Linked DNA regions of Manis pentadactyla: region 2 is linked to region 1. Evidence: chromatin contacts called from public Hi-C data. All regions are on one chromosome and are shown on one strand. The core of a region is the stretch at or near the end of the contact, and the rest is flanking DNA. Distances in the headings are between cores, read along the strand shown. Region 1 holds the start of LOC118923329 (proteasome subunit alpha type-3-like). Region 2 holds the start of CCDC83 (coiled-coil domain containing 83).

Evidence for each region. A called contact is a pair of places that touch in the nucleus more often than the background predicts.
Region 2: a contact with region 1 is called in a Hi-C map of blood, with 2.6 times the contacts expected there. The contact joins the promoter of CCDC83 here to the promoter of LOC118923329 in region 1. A contact is called at or near these places in 2 of 3 Hi-C or Micro-C datasets (blood and skin fibroblasts).

Annotation. Positions count from the first base shown.
Region 1 is chr9:29,554,548-29,558,002 of mManPen7.hap1, reverse strand. It overlaps LOC118923329 (proteasome subunit alpha type-3-like), which reads left to right and starts at 1,381. Exons shown (of 1, transcript XM_036906987.2): 1 at 1,381-2,374. The coding sequence starts at 1,477. The coding sequence ends at 2,244.
Region 2 is chr9:29,843,907-29,847,102 of mManPen7.hap1, reverse strand. It overlaps CCDC83 (coiled-coil domain containing 83), which reads left to right and starts at 1,455. Exons shown (of 10, transcript XM_057507164.1): 1 at 1,455-1,939. The coding sequence starts at 1,845.

The DNA of each region.
Region 1 (3,455 bases), core at 132-2,631:
CCTTCAGAAGGGTGTATGCATGGGACAGTCATGTTTGGCATACTCTTCCTGTAAAGTCCCCTCATCACCAGTCACCTATGAAAGATGATCACCCCTATTGCTTCCCTCCCTCCCACACTCCTGAGAAAAACACATGAAGAAGCAGTCAGGTCTGGCCTTATGAGGCCTCTTAAAACAAGGTTATCAAAGAGCTTAATTGGAGGATTTAATGAATAACTAACATTCCCCGTGCTGAACGCTGAAAATTCCCCGTGCCGCCAAAGTCCCATCTGTTAAATGCCCTCCACGTTGCTCACAGCTGTGGATGAGATCAGGGGTCTTTCTGCGGAGGCTTCATTCTACAGCCCCCACCAATGTCCTTTGACCCATCTGTACCTCTGGTTCTGGCCTTGCACCTCAGCGGTGGGCTCCCTTTCTATGTCTGCCATCTCAGGCACAACTTCGTCAAGCATTCAGCAACTTAGAATTTTTGAAACCCACAGCCTTCATGCAGAGCACCCAAACTCTTCACTGACAGGAAGTTTAAAATCTGTACTTCAGTTCCCTTGATGCAGTTGTCTTTTTCTTCTCCCTGATCCAGTGTACTGGCTAGCAGGTGTTCTTTTTTTTCCCAGGAAATGGAACTGACATTAGGGTTGATGCTCTTGGATAGTGTCCCCCATCCTTTCCTCCTATTGGTTCATGAACCTTCCATCCCCGCCTAATGACGGCAGCTGTAACAGGCATGGCCACCCAAAGATATCCCTGGAGCCTGCAAATGTTGCCTTAATTAGAAAAAAAGTCTTTGCAGAAGTGATTAAATTAAGGATCTTGAGATGGGGAAATTGTCCTGGATTATCTGGGTGGGTCCTTTGCAATCATAAGTGTCCTCATAAGAGAGAAGCAGGAGATTTGACACATGAGAAAGCATTGTGGAGATGGAATAGAGAGAATTGAAGACGCTAGCCTTGAAGATAACAGTGATTATGCCACAAACCCGGGAATGTGGGAAGCCATCAGAAGCTAGAAAAGGCAAGCAACAGATTCTCCTGCAGAGCCCTGTCCCACAGGGAGAGTGGTCCTGCAAACACCTTGATTTCAGGCTTGCAATTTATCCCTTCTTTATACTTTCCTATATTTAATTTTACTTATAATTTTATTTACTTAATTTTAATTATACTGTTCTGTATTTAATTTAAAAATATGTATGAATGAAAAATAAAAATTTTCTCAAAGAAACAACAAAACAATTTTCATTTATTACATGCAAAGAAAAAACACTAAAATGCTTCTGTATTATTTGAAATTTTATGGTGACAATACATTTACTTATTACTTATGGAACTTTAAAAAACAGACTGCCAAGATATATGCAGAGAAGAAGGCTATTGGTTACAAGAGCAGCCAATGAAAGAGCCCATTACTAGTGTGCATGCTGAGGGGTAAGGGGTGTGCTTTAGGCCTGGCAACCTTACGACTCCCGCTGATTTTTGCGCCATGAGTTCTATCGGCACCGGGTATGACCTGTCAGCCTCTACATTCTCTCCTGATGGAAGAGTTTTTCAAGTTGAATATGCTATGAAGGCTGTGGAAAATAGTAGTACAGCTATTGGAATCAGATGTAAAGATGGTGTTGTCTTTGGGGTAGAAAAATTAGTCCTTTCTAAGCTTTATGAAGAAGGTTCCAACAAACGACTTTTTAATGTTGATCAGCATGTTGGAATGGCAGTAGCAGGTTTGTTGGCAGATGCTCGATCTTTAGCAGACATTGCAAGAGAAGAAGCTTCCAACTTTAGATCTAACGTTGGCTATAACATTCCACTAAAACATCTTGCAGACAGAGTGGCCATGTACGTTCATGCATATACACTCTACAGTGCTGTTAGACCTTTTGGCTGCAGTTTCATGTTAGGGTCTTACAGTGTGAATGACAGTGCACAACTCTACATGATTGACCCATCAGGAGTTTCGTATGGTTATTGGGGCTGTGCCATTGGCAAAGCCAGGCAAGCTGCAAAGACAGAAATAGAAAAGCTTCAGATGAAAGAAATGACCTGCCGTGATGTTGTTAAAGAAGTTGCAAAAATAATTTACATAGTACATGATGAAGTTAAGGATAAAGCTTTTGAACTAGAGCTCAGCTGGGTTGGTGAAATAACTAAAGGAAGACATGAAATTGTTCCAAAGGATATCAGGGAAGAAGCAGAGAAATATGCCAAGGAATCCTTGAAGGAAGAAGATGAATCAGATGACGGTAACATGTAACATACACTTCAGCATTAATTTTAAATTTCTAATACAGTCCCGTGTAACTGTTTAGCTCTGTGGATTATGACATACCACTGACCAATTTTCAATAAATTTTTGTCTTGCTACAAAAAAAAAAAAAAAAAAAGATATGGACTAAATTAACCCCTGGGTGATAGGATTCTAAATGACTTATTTCCTTCTGTACAATTTTTCTCCATTTTCTAAGCTCACAACACTGCACAGATAGTATTTGTATAATAAAAAATTACATACAAAGAAAAAATTTTGATGTAAATCATTTGTTGACATTTAAAGATTGCCACAGATAGATTAGTAAAAGGAAAATAAAGCTACAAAACAGACTGTTATGGTGATTTTTGTTTTAAAGTAAGTACATATATAGAAAGAAACAATGAGAGTTCCTACATCAAGATGTTGATAATGCTTATCTTTGGTAGAATTATGGATAAATTTTGTTTTACATTGTGTTTTGTGTTTCAAATATTTTGCATTTGTCGTTTATGAATTTTGTGATGAGACCAAAATATTGTTAAATAAGAAAAGTTAGAAGTATATAAATGATAGAATAAGAGATCATTTGGGTCAGAACCCTTAGGTCTCTTCATATAGAACATCAGATGGCATGCTAGGATAATATGACTCCTGTAGCTGCAACAGAGAAAAGAGCTGAAAATTAAAAAAAAAAACAAAAACACTCTCTGAATGTATGCAGAAAAAATAAGATTAAAATTGGGACATTCTGACATTTTGTGCGGGCTGCCTGCCCTCCCAGAGACTGGAACTTAAACACCACCGTGAACTAACAAAACTAAGCATTTACAATATTGGCCTCTCTGCTCTAAGTCATTCACAGGTGTCTTTCATTCCTGTAGACTAAACACTTTTCCAGGGTCTAGATTCATGCCATGGCTGTCAGCATCTCCAGCAACTTGGTCCTAAATTCAGCGAGGGCCAGCTCTGTCCAAGAAAACAGTCTTCATTTGAGAGCAGGTACATGCCGCACAGTTGACTTTGCATTTCTTCAAATTCCAGAATTCTGCTGATGAGACTGTTCTAGTCCCAGAAGTCTGTCTGGCCAAGTCTTTGCTTCCGCCGTGAGGGATGCAGCTGCACCCATGTGCAGCTAGGTGCCTTTGTAGTCACGACTTCTCAAGGATACCTTTTCTGGTGCCAGAAATAGCTCACCATCTCTGCCCATTAGTCAT
Region 2 (3,196 bases), core at 206-2,705, 290 kb before region 1:
TTGTTTTAATTTATAAATAAAATGTTTTATAGTGAGTTATTGTAACACTGGTCAGCATGCCATCTTTCTGTGCAATAGGTTAAAAATTCTAATTGTAAAACAAAATAATATGACAATTCAACTTTGCATCTGAAACAAAAGCAATTTTTTTTTTAACTGACAAGTTTCTGTGAACTGTGATGGTATAATGACACATTTTGGTACGTAGGTTATGGAAAGTCTCAATACTTCAATATCTGGGAAGATGCTACTTAATACATTACCCTATCTTAAGGTATTAAATAGTTTTGTTGTGTCACCTGTGGGCTTTTTAGTTGGAAAGTATTGTAATATATTTGTGTTCACATATCCTCATTAGACTATAAACATATTTGGTTGGTAAAGAAATGTTTCAAACACAAAGACTAAGCCTCTTTGGAGGTCTGTGTGTGAGCAGTTTATTCACAGGAAAACTGTTTTCATTTCAGAGAGATTTTCCACAGTCATCTTAAAGATCTATGTAGATTGCCAATTCAGTGACTCAAATCAGGGGTGCAAACTGCATGGATTACTTTACACATATCATTGTACTTGGCAGCAGATAGACATCCTCTGCTTTACAGTTACCTGGAATTTGAAGAAGCATGATTGGAACTTTAACTAAAGGGGCATAATACTTATTAAGCTCCTTCTATATATCAGACACTACCTTAAACATTAACTTATTTAGCCCTTACAACAGCTTCTAGAATAAGATTTTTGTTCTCACTTTACCAATGATGAAACTGAAGCTCAGAAAGATTAAATAACCTACACATGGTCACATAAAAAACAGGTGGTGCATCTAGGATTAAAACACAACTGCCTAATTCATCTATCCATTTATTAATTTGACAAGCATTTATTGTGCATTAATTTTGTAGGTGGGGAAATACTAGAATTATATCCCCAAATGGAGTTTCTAACCATTTAAACAAATAATTACAAAGGTTATGTTCTTTCTACTGTACTCAACTACTAAAACATTGCCTACATAAAAGTCCCCAGATTAGAGATTTTTTTTTTAGATGAATGAGAACTTAAAAGATAAAAATCTATTAAGGAAGACTATAACCTGAGAAATATTTAGTTGTCCATACCAAATCCATGAAGTACTCCTGCTTACTATAAAAGTCTGTGAAAAGTGGGCCTGATTTTCCTTCTTAAAAAATATTTTGATAATTTTTTATTATTAGATACAAAAGTAATTCATAGTTGGTAAACAGTTACAGCTAATAATTCATCATTATTATTATTTTGCATTTGTAAACCTCTTAATCATTTAAAAAACACTTTAATATGTACTTTTATTTGCTTTTTAAAGCAACTCTGGCCAAACCTAATACTTTTGGATCCTAGTTTCTTGATGCTCATAGTAAGTGATGCTTTCGTTTTGCCTAATTAAAAAAAATTAAGAGACATTTATTGAGCTGCTTCTATATGCAGTGCACCCTGGCCAAATACTATGGAGAAACAAATGACTGAAGAAATTCGTCTTTGCTCTTAAAGCGGCTTGATGGGGCAACAGATGTAGATGAATAACATAAGGGAGTGAATAAGTTAGAAAGTTTCAGGTTGGGGAATGCTGTGCCTGGGCTCAACATGTAACTCACCAGACCCAAGACTCCCTTCCATTCGTGAAGTCCCAGAATTGTGGACGTTAGGTCTGGAGAGACGGAAGCAGTCTGGATGGACAAGCCAGTTTTAAATTGAGTCCTGCAGTAACTTATCTTGAATTAATACAAGTAGAGGGGCAGACAGAATTTATTTACTTTTCCTATGTCTCTTTTCTAAACAGGTATATTTCTTACTAGCTAAGCAACACAATGCAAAACACGGCGAAAACAAATAAAAAGGACATTCAAGATGAGCCACGCAAAGAAGTCAAATTGCCTACCAATGAAGCACTTCTAGACTATCAGTAAGCTTAGTTTATGAAATCCAAAGTTTCCCAGATGTAAATGGCAATTGTTGTTAGACTCATATAACCCCAGATGGAAAATCGGGCACTCAAAACTGTCAGGGGAACTGGATTGGAGGTAGGTAGGAGATATAATGCACTCTTGGGCTATGTTCAGATTTTTTTAAAGTTTTTGGAAACTTTTTAACTATAAATAGTCCAAGTAGTAGCTATAAAACAGCATTCTAAGTAGTTTTGGCTCTCTCTCTCCTCCCACTGTATTACTGGCCACTCTTCCATATATACCCAACAGCTTGCTAGCTTACCTCTTAAAATACAACATAGAAGAGTTAGCATACATTTATAGAAAAGGAAAAGAGGAAATTTGTTTAAATTTCTTCCCGTTCTAGACATTCCAATTGGCATTATCCCAAATGGCTACAGATCAAATCCAAATGATTTAGAATTATTTTCAATAATAATAATATTTCTTAATGTCTCATTCTCAGGAGCTAGAGACAAACTAGATGTAACACCTATATTTTTGTTTTATCCAACTAATGGATAGTAAGCCCCTAGAGAGCTTTTGAACCTCAACTTTCAGTGTGGGTAGGAGTTGTGTGTAATCCTTAGTGAGTGAATGAATACATGTCAGTCTTTTCCCAAATAAAAGTGTACTTCATTCATGTACTTACTGAATATCTACTTGAATGTTTACAAGGTAAGTACTGGGTCCTGGAAGACAACTGTACAGCAAAGCACCACATGGTCCCTGCCCCAATGAAGCATGGGAGACAGATGTTAAACAACTGATTGAAGCTTTTTAAAAAAAATGACATAGCTATAATTAAGGTGCTATCAAAGAAAAGTGTAGGATGCTGTGTAATGGTATAACTAACGGACTTGATGCAGTCAGAGTGTTGCCTGGCAGCTGCATCTGGCAGGTCTCTCCCTGTGCTCCAGGTGAAACTTCAACCTGGATGGAGGAGGTTTCTTGACTCTGAACAAGGAAGAATTTTCAAGCAGGTAGGAAGAGTGTAGGTAAAGAAGAAATTCATTAGAGCAAGAGTAGTAATGAATGGCAGTGGCCTTGTAGGCAGCTGAGGGCAGGAAAGTGCAGAGAGGGAGCAGGAGCTTGGTGAACTTCTTGGCATAGGGAAATCTCCCTTGCCAGTTCCTGAAGCCAGGGTCACCTGGCATCTCGTGCCTGCTTGTATCTGCACGGCATGGGGGCTAGCCTCTACCACCCTAGAATTTGGGGGAGCTGCAGAGCGCAGG